Regions from separate parts of the Ovis canadensis genome. Here region 1 is linked to region 2. The links are chromatin contacts, called in public Hi-C maps. All regions are on one chromosome and are shown on one strand. Each heading gives the region's core, a stretch centred on a gene start, on an enhancer-like site or on the middle of the called end of the contact. The rest is flanking DNA. Distances are from core to core; before and after follow the strand shown. Region 1 overlaps GNG12 (G protein subunit gamma 12). Region 2 holds the start of GADD45A (growth arrest and DNA damage inducible alpha).

What was found. Hi-C and Micro-C count contacts between places; a contact is called where the count stands out from the background.
Region 1: a Hi-C map of lung shows a contact between it and region 2, with 2.4 times the contacts expected there. The contact joins the enhancer-like site here to the promoter of GADD45A in region 2. A contact is called at or near these places in 2 of 2 Hi-C or Micro-C datasets (fibroblasts and lung).

What each region holds. Positions count from the first base shown.
Region 1 is chr1:44,082,482-44,086,923 of ARS-UI_OviCan_v2, forward strand. All of the region lies in intron 2 of GNG12 (G protein subunit gamma 12), which reads right to left. Among named protein-coding and RNA genes, the nearest start is that of GADD45A, 72 kb to the left of the region's middle. Within about 2 kb of position 1,855, the one cell type or tissue checked has open chromatin away from gene starts, as enhancers often do. A contact at or near this core is called in fibroblasts, where this site is marked.
Region 2 is chr1:44,010,284-44,014,485 of ARS-UI_OviCan_v2, forward strand. GADD45A (growth arrest and DNA damage inducible alpha) reads left to right here and starts at 2,433. Exons shown (of 4, transcript XM_069563951.1): 1 at 2,433-3,468; 2 at 4,000-4,101. The coding sequence starts at 3,425.

The DNA of each region.
Region 1 (4,442 bases), core at 605-3,104, 72 kb after region 2:
CTATGGGGTCACAAAGAGCGACTGAGCGACTGAACTAAACTGAACCTGGCCCTCATATTCCACAGGGGTGCAGACAAATAAGAATTTCTGTTAATGCCTGCTGCATCTGCTAAGATATGCAATAACATCTTCAGTTTGGATAGAAAAAAAAAAGTTGCATGAAGTACAAAAACATAAAAACCAAACCAAACGAAAACAACAACAAAAAAATGGAAGTAAAGATTTTAATTAAAGCCCAAAGTGCCGAGAAAAAGAAAGAAAGATATGCAAGTACAAAGCTCTCATGTATCTCCAGACTCCTCTGAATTCTTAGAGGAGGTGGTTTGGGTGGGAGACTGGCTGAGTTAAGAATCTTTACTGTCTGAGCCACCAGGGAAGCCCCTAAGATACTATAAAGTGGTTAAATTAACATACTCAGCAGGTACACGGGCTTTCTAAAGCTGAATACCAACTGGGATAATTAAAGGCTAGAACCCTCTTCTTTTTTAAAAATTGACTCCCCTGTAAACTACCTGCTGACAAAGGCATAATTGTAAGAATACATAAGGAAACTTCTTCTCCATTCTTAATCTAAAGAAAAAGAAACACACACAAAAGTCTTACTTCACCCCCAAGCTCAAGGAGCACACAAATCCACTAGAACTAAAAAGGAAGTTACAAAATGCTTTTTTCTTTCTTTCTTTTAAATTAAAGTACTGCAACATCCTTGCTTCGCAGTAACCAGTCTGTTGGAGGCTGGGAAGCAGCTAGGGCTGGGGAAGGCTTCAGCAGGGAGGCAGGCAGCTGTCCGGGTGAGGCAGGGAGGTGGTCAGCCCAGCTCTGCCCTGAGGGATGGAAGAATGCCCAGGAGCCTCCTCCGTGGCTGTTTGGCCGAAAATAAAATCTGCCATTTTTTTTTTAAATACAGTTCTAAAAATAGGGGGTTTGGCTTAAATCCTCCAGTTGGTGTTTTGATTTTTAAATTATGTGCAGATGATCACGGTTAAACCCAAGTGAGTACTGGTAAATAATTCAGGGAGGTTGCAGTTTTATTTTGATTTCAAGGCTCTAAAACATTTCTTCTCTTAGAATCCAGGAAAGGTGAAAGGAGATCAAAGGAAGGTGATAAGAATGGAGAAGGCTTAAATTCCAGTTTGAAAGCAAAAGGCAGCTGAATATTCCTAAAGCAAAAAACATATTTTAAAAGCTTTATTTTGGGGGAGGGGACTAAAATTCGCCCAAAATAAGTGGAAGAAAAACTGGTGAATTTCATCTTACTCATACCTTTCCTAGTGTCATTTCTGGATGCAAACTTCATGTACACAAAACTGCAAAAATGCCACTTTTAAAAGAATAAAGACTCTTCTGAATGTTGGGTGATGCAAGATTTGGTTTTGGAGATAACAGTTTTAAAGTTTCCTTGATTAGGTACCAATCATAACCAGAATGTATTTCAAGATTGCTATCTTATTATAGCATCTTTATTAATGAAGATTAATTTCACATGAAATTGGGCTATTTCTAAAACGCTTTCACAGAATGGGACATAATGGGTGTGGTTGGGGAGTATTATAAGGAAGCAAGTATTAATGCTATGTGCTTCCAGATAAAATGACTGAAGCAAATGTTTGACTTCACTTGTGAATTTTACAGATGCAATTTGCATCTCTAATCTCCAGAGAATAGAGGTTTGGAATTTGGGGTGTGTGTGGGTAGCATCATGTGTGAACCATGAAAGTCACCATCTCTCCCCCTCTCCCCGGAACAAACACCCACAAACCGATGGGGAAGCTCTGAAGGTTAAATTGGATAGTTCAATTGTCCAGGAATGTACGCTATGCAAACAATGTCGGCTCCCTGTGCCAAGGCAGAGATACTGTGGGACTTGAGGCTGCTGGCCACGAGGACAAGGATGGCGGGGCACAGTTCTAGTCACTGCGGCCAAGTGGGAACCCAGGAGAGTAACTGCAATGTTTCAGTCTCTTAATCTGCAAAAGACAAATAATTACAGAACTTGCTATATTAAAACCAGACTGTGAGTCGGCCTGGGGCGGGGGCTGGCGTAGAGAGGGAGGGGAGGGATAAAGAACCTTTCTTTTAGGGAGGGGAAAAAGGAGAGAAAACTTGCAAAGTGAACTATGGTTCACTTTTCATGGAACTCTTCTGCTTTGCAAAACGGTGCTTCTAAAGGGGATACGTCCTGGGTATTTAGGAGTTGGGTTAAAGGTCCATAAAGAAATCCCTAACTTTTCAGACGCTGGAGGCAGAGAAAGTAGTATGAGGAGGCACGTTGCCAATCAAAGATCGATCCCACGTGAAGGTCAGAGAAGGCCAGAGGGGATACCATAGGCTTCTGGGAAGATGCAGTTTGCTTTACAAAATTCTCCTTTAGGCCCCGCCCCCGCCCCAGAGAAACACAAGAGATGTGGTATCTTCAACTGAGGCAGCAGGAAGGGGATGGGATGCTGATGGGGGTCTGGGGAGCAAGGAGAGAGGGTAGAGGAAGGGCCCCGTCTCTCCTTGGGATGGCTGGTGTTTTATTTGCACCCTCTAAGAGTTCCTGAAATAATTAACATGTGCTGCCATTCTTGTTTTTCCAGTGGTGATTTCATCCAGTCCCTGCAGAAACTCAGAATTAAATCTCATGGCTTTGTTTTTTGGAGAGCAACTCTCCCCCATACAGGGGAGTTCTGCATACCGTGGAGGGCACGTGAGGCCTGCAACGTTCGCAGAGCACTAATCATTAACACGCTGCTTTTGAAGGCAGGGCTCCCCTTTCTCTGCTGACTATCACATTTCCTTCCATTGGATCCTGCCCTGTCTGGTTTACTTTCTGTTTCTCCCACTCGTTTCCACGCATTCTTCCGTAACACATGCGGAGTCCAGAACAACCTCTCCCTTTCAGCTGGCCAGCTCAACGCTTCCCTCACAAACCCTCCTTTTTCAAAATAAATTCATCCCTGACTTATTTTTCCAAGGCCTCTCCCTCTTCTTACTGCCCTGGGAGAATAAGTTCTCTTCCTTCCCAAATAATGCAGGAGAAGTAGGAGCAAGATTTGTAGGAAACTGTAAATAAAAAGTTTTCTGAGGGGAAGAAATACCTGGTAATTAAATGTGGAGCCAGACAGATCTGGGTTTGCGTCCCAGCTTTGTCATTTACTAGCAGTGAGGCTCTGGAAAGTTTGGTTATGTGACCTCCCTAAGCCTCAATTTTCTCATCTGCAAAATGGAGATAATAATGCAAAAACTCTGTTAAGGGCTATAAGGAGAACTGAATGAGGTAAATCACATGAAATGCTTCCAGTTCCTGGAATGTAGCAAACACTCAACAAATATTTGCTGCTACATTACTATTATTATTTAAACCTTTTGGATAGGAATGTCACCACCCCCACCGACTTGCCCCACAGCATCAAGAGTAACAAGGACTCTGCCTCTAAAAGCTAAAGAACAGAACCATAAGGAAGGCTTGGGCACAATTATTTGCTGATCCAGCCTCTGGGAAGCATTTCTCGGAGGCAATGTACAGAAGCGAGCAAACGGTCTATTTTTAGGCATTTCCCATCAGGACACAGTGGTTGATCTGGATGCCTTACCTGGCAGGCCAGCCTGGGCCACAGCCCCCTTCTCTGCAGGCTGTCAGCATTCCCAGGGGGATGGAACACAGCCCCAGACTCAGGAATTTTACAGTCAATTTGCCTCCCTCCTGATGTCCCTTCTCCCTTTTGGTGACCTCCAGGCTGGGGCTAAATGAAAAGCCAAAGCTCAGTCTCATAAGTAAGGCAAGGGGCCTGCCTGCTGCTACTGAGCCACCGCTTGTCTCATTTGTAGAGTCTCTGAGAAAATAACACCCCAAACGCACAAAGTCAGGCTCCAAATCTCAGAAAGACTCTGATTCACCCGGGTGTGCTGAAGAGCTGGAACTCTGGGTACATGAGGTACATCCCTGCCCAAGTTGCCAAGAGTCTACCTACCTGAGAGAGAGAGAGAGAGAGAGATGAAAGGAAGGAAGAAAGCAAGACAGAAAGAAAGGAAAAAGGGAAGAAGCCCGAACCTTTCCTAATAAGGTAACACCACATGCCAGCTGTGGCTCTGAATGGCTCAGCATCCTAGGACCATGTGACATTCCCTGCAGCCATGCCTTCACGCTTCTGTGAGGCTCTCGGGGGCAGAATGGGAAAGTCTTCAGTGTGCCTATGGGGATAACAAACAAATAGGGACAGGCTCGGCCGGTGGGGCCCCACATTTTCCTGATTAACCACAAGGCCTCACATCCCTCCTTCACGCTGTGGCCTGCAGGACCCCTGCTTTGTAGCTCAGGCACTGGGAATGCTCTCAGGTTGCTCTGCAGGCATGCTTTTCCTCTCCGGCTAGGTACAAGCTTCTTGAGGGCAGAAACGCTCCTTTATTTCCTTTGTTTCACCCTGCCATGCTTATCAGAGTGTAATCCACCCAGCGGTTAC
Region 2 (4,202 bases), core at 1,183-3,682:
ACTTTAGAAACTAACTTTACCAGACTTATACAAAAAAATACTTCAGGAACCTTAGGATTTTTAACAACAAAATGTAATATAATACAGTTCTAGATAAGTATTAATAGTTAATACATCTGTCATAGACTAATTGATATCCTTCAATGTGAAGAATAATATGTCTAGTACTGAAATAATACGCATCATATTTCCTTCAGATGTTAAAGGGTTGATGAATTTTTGAAAGAGAGAAAATTTATCATTCTATACTACAGAACCAGTAGTAAGAATATATGTATGATAATAATGAAAAAAATAAAAAAGACTTTTAAGATGTAAAGCAGGCAGCAGTGCTAAAATTATTTGACAACTCCTGAATATAAATTTATTTTTATCTAACATCTAAATATAACCATTTAGCATCATTATAAATATTACCAGAAGGTCATTCAGTTCTGTGCAGTTGAAGTACTTGGAATTACCTGGGATAATTTTTTAAATGATTATATATATTGGAATTATATTTTAATACAGATTATTTTTAGAATATATGAAAAATGTACATATACACATATGTACCTATCTAGGGCTATTCCTGTAATTTATCATTGGATACCATCCTCCCCAGGGACAAATAAGCATTTATGAACAGTATCATCTAAATGCATCCTAATATATAACTGCAATCTAGTGGCAGACAAATGCAGCTCCTACTTCCAGTGTGAAACACCAAAATAATCAGTGATGAAACAGTCTAGGCAGACTCAGCAATGAGGCAAAATGGTGTAACATATCTGAGTCAGAAAGTATGACAGATGAATATTTTTGAATACTGGAAGGCTAGGCTTATCTCACAGAGAACAACCCCATAGCACTTGAACAAATCACTTTCCCTTGAAATCAAATAAAGAATGCAGTGTACTTGTTGAGTGAGAAACTGGGCCTATATTAAGAAGTAATCTTTTTATACCGCATTTTTACTTATTATAATTGACCTTGGTGGGGTATTATCAGGGCTGTGGTTCACTTGAATTGGAATAACAATACATGGGTTCTACTGTCCTACAGTTTCCGTTCAGATGACTAAAGTCATGGGACTTTCAGCATAGCTGGCTGATGACAGTGCATAGTATTTTGTCCCCAAACCCAGTTCAAGCATGGGCATAATAATTAGATGGTAAGCCCTTTAAAGGCAGAGGGCCAGGAATTGTACAGTTCTTGGTATATTGTAGGACAGCAAAAAAGTTTTTTTGAACTAAAATTAAATGTGGAATATCTTAGAATTCATGCATTGCACAGGACTGCAGTATTCTGAGATCTTATTGTTCAATTCAGATTCTACTTAACTCAGTGAACACTGGCCATGCTTCCACCAAATGCAGAAATTGTGGTAGGTGCCAAGAATACCACGTTGATGAAGTCACACTCCCTGCTGTCAAGAAACTCACTCGATTTCCTAATTTGCTGTCAGTTTACAGTGATCATACTTCTTCCAAGGAACCTCTAAGAAATACCTAGTGAGTAGAACCTTGGAGTTCCACAGAACAGAGTTCAACAGTCTCCAAATGATGACTCAGGCCAGATTGCATAATTCAGGTTTTGTTTGCAAAACTGAAAATGCTTCAGCACCTACCTAAATTCCAATTTAAAGGAATTCTTTAAAAGACGCTACATGTTGAATTTAAGGTATGGATATGAAACATACATTTCTGGGTAAATGACCCACAGACCAGCACCATTCCTTTAGTCAAAACTTGTCCCTTGCTGACAATGCAGTTAAGAGATGAAGTGCAAAATGGCAGCTCAAATAAATGAGCCAGAAAACCTGACCTATCACTTTTCTTTTCCTCTAAATTAAGATCAAGAAAGCTGAAGAATATTTTGTCTAGAATGATATGAACATACGGGTACAAAAACTCCCTTGTAACTTAGCAGAAAATTACTTCTGTGACCTTTGTCTGTACAGTGACCTTAAAAATGCAAGCATTGTTTTGAAAGCAAGCATATGGGAGTATTTTTTTTTCTTTTTTTTACCACTTTTGGTGACTTCAGTAGGTTTAACACATATTTTTGCATTTATTGCATAAACTCATGATACAAAGAACTTTCAACCGATTCAAACTCTACATTCAATTTTGTTTTTCAAAAATGTAGAACTACTACTTTCTTTCCACCCACAGATTGCCATTATCTCAAAGGTGAAATTTTAGCCTATGACTAAAAGGACCTATAGCGGCAACTTCATGATTCAGCAACTAACATCAATAATTCACAGTGAGATCATAGGCCCCCTGTGGAAGGTAGTGACATACTTGCCTTATGAAAGGAAGCTGAGGGCATATCCAGAGCATTTTGAGTTTAGATGTGTGCCTTGTGTGGGTGTCAGACTTTTGTCTCTTAGCTGGTGCCCTGCAGAAGGATCCTCCTTTGGGAAAGGCTGAGAAAGATGAATTGGGGTTGTGAGGCTAGGATAAAATGGTTATACATGTAGTAACCAGCTCCTCCTGAACTCAGTTTTCCACAGTTACCCTGGGCAGGTGGGAAGTCTTTCTGCTTTCTGCATAAAAGATTCCAACTTGGTTTCCTGCCACCACCAAACACAAATGTGTTGATTTTTCTTTTTTGAGCTTCCAACCCTTGCAAGTTTCCAAAAATAAATCAAACCAGCCATCAGGGCACCGAAATAATACTACTACTAATAAGCAGCTTTGCTTAGACTTACATAAACAACACTTCTGAGGTAAACTTTGCCCCAGAAGTCTGGATACACTCTTTTTATATAACCTGCGTACTAATAATTACTAGACTTGGGTGCATTAACCCTGAAAATAGATGTTAATAGCAGCCCCCCAAAACAAAAGACTTGAAACGACAATAAAAAAAAAAAAAGCGCACCAGCAAGAAAAACACTTGGCAGCCAGCTCCAAGCTGAAGACACCCTCCTTTCCCCACCCCCCTACGAAGATCTCCGCTCCTACCCGCCCCGCCTACCGGGTGAGAGTAGGCTCGGAACCCCGCCCGCCCCCGCCCCCTAGGCTCTTTTTCCTCCTGGCCCCTCCCTCTTCCGCTCCTCTCCGCCTGGTTCCTGGAGCTGAGGTCAAATTGTCTGAACAGGCTGATTTGCATAGCCCAATGGCTGCGCGTATGCAAATGAAGAGGATGGTGGTTGGCTGGGGGTTGGCAGGATAACTCCTGGGAGCGGGGCCTTTGTCCTTCAGTGGCTGTGGGGCAGCTGTGGAGTTAGTGTCGTGGTTAGCGGCGAGTGGGCTGCTGAGAGCCGACTAACGAGCAAGCGAGCGAGCGGGGCGGGAGGGGCGGACGGCGCGGTGGTGGCGGGCGCTGGAGGAGCCTGCAAGGGAGTGTGGAAAGCAGGCGCCCGCGCGCCGCCGGTGGCAGGAGCAGCTCGCACGCCGCTCTCTCTCTGTGGGCGACCTGCAGTTGCAATATGACTTTGGAGGAATTCTCGGCTGGAGAGCAAAAGACCGAAAGGTAAGTCGGCCAGAGCCTCTGCCAGAACTCTGCTTGCCTCCTGCGCGCACTCCGGTGCTGCTGGGCTATGCAAGGTTAATGGGGAGCGAGTGGTTCAAAGTTTGCAGCGGGTACCTCCTATCCCGCCTTTCTTCCTCTGGAACACTCCGGAGGCGCGCGTGGACGGGAAGAGCGTACCCCGCACGCCGGTCGAGCCCCTCGAGGCTTTGCAAACGGCAGACGTGACCGTCCCTGCCCGTGCAGCTCTTGCGGCCGACAGCCTGTGGCTGCACCCAGCGCCAAGGACTAGTAGAGCACTAGGGAAAGGGTGGCGGATGTCACTCTCGGGGCTGCTCACAGGATGCCGGGCCTCTGGGCGTAAGGGTTATGGGGGGAAGGGGATGATATCCCAGGGAGTCCTGGTTTGCAAAAGGTCGAGGGGCGCTATTGCGCTTGCCCTCGGTTGGGAGGGTCGCGGTGCAGGGCGAGGAGGCGGCGACTACCCGGAGGGGCTTAGTGTGACGGGATCCCCTTGCTTCTTCCCGCGTGTAGGATGGATAAGGTGGGGGATGCCCTCGAGGAAGTGCTCAGCAAAGCCCTGAGTCAGCGCACCATCACCGTCGGGGTGTACGAGGCGGCCAAGCTGCTCAACGTGTAAGTGGAGCCCTCGCGTGACCCTCTTGGTTCTCCTGTTCGCCCTAGCCAGAGAAGGTCGCTTTCACTGGTCTCCCCTCGCCCTGCAGCGCCACTTCCTG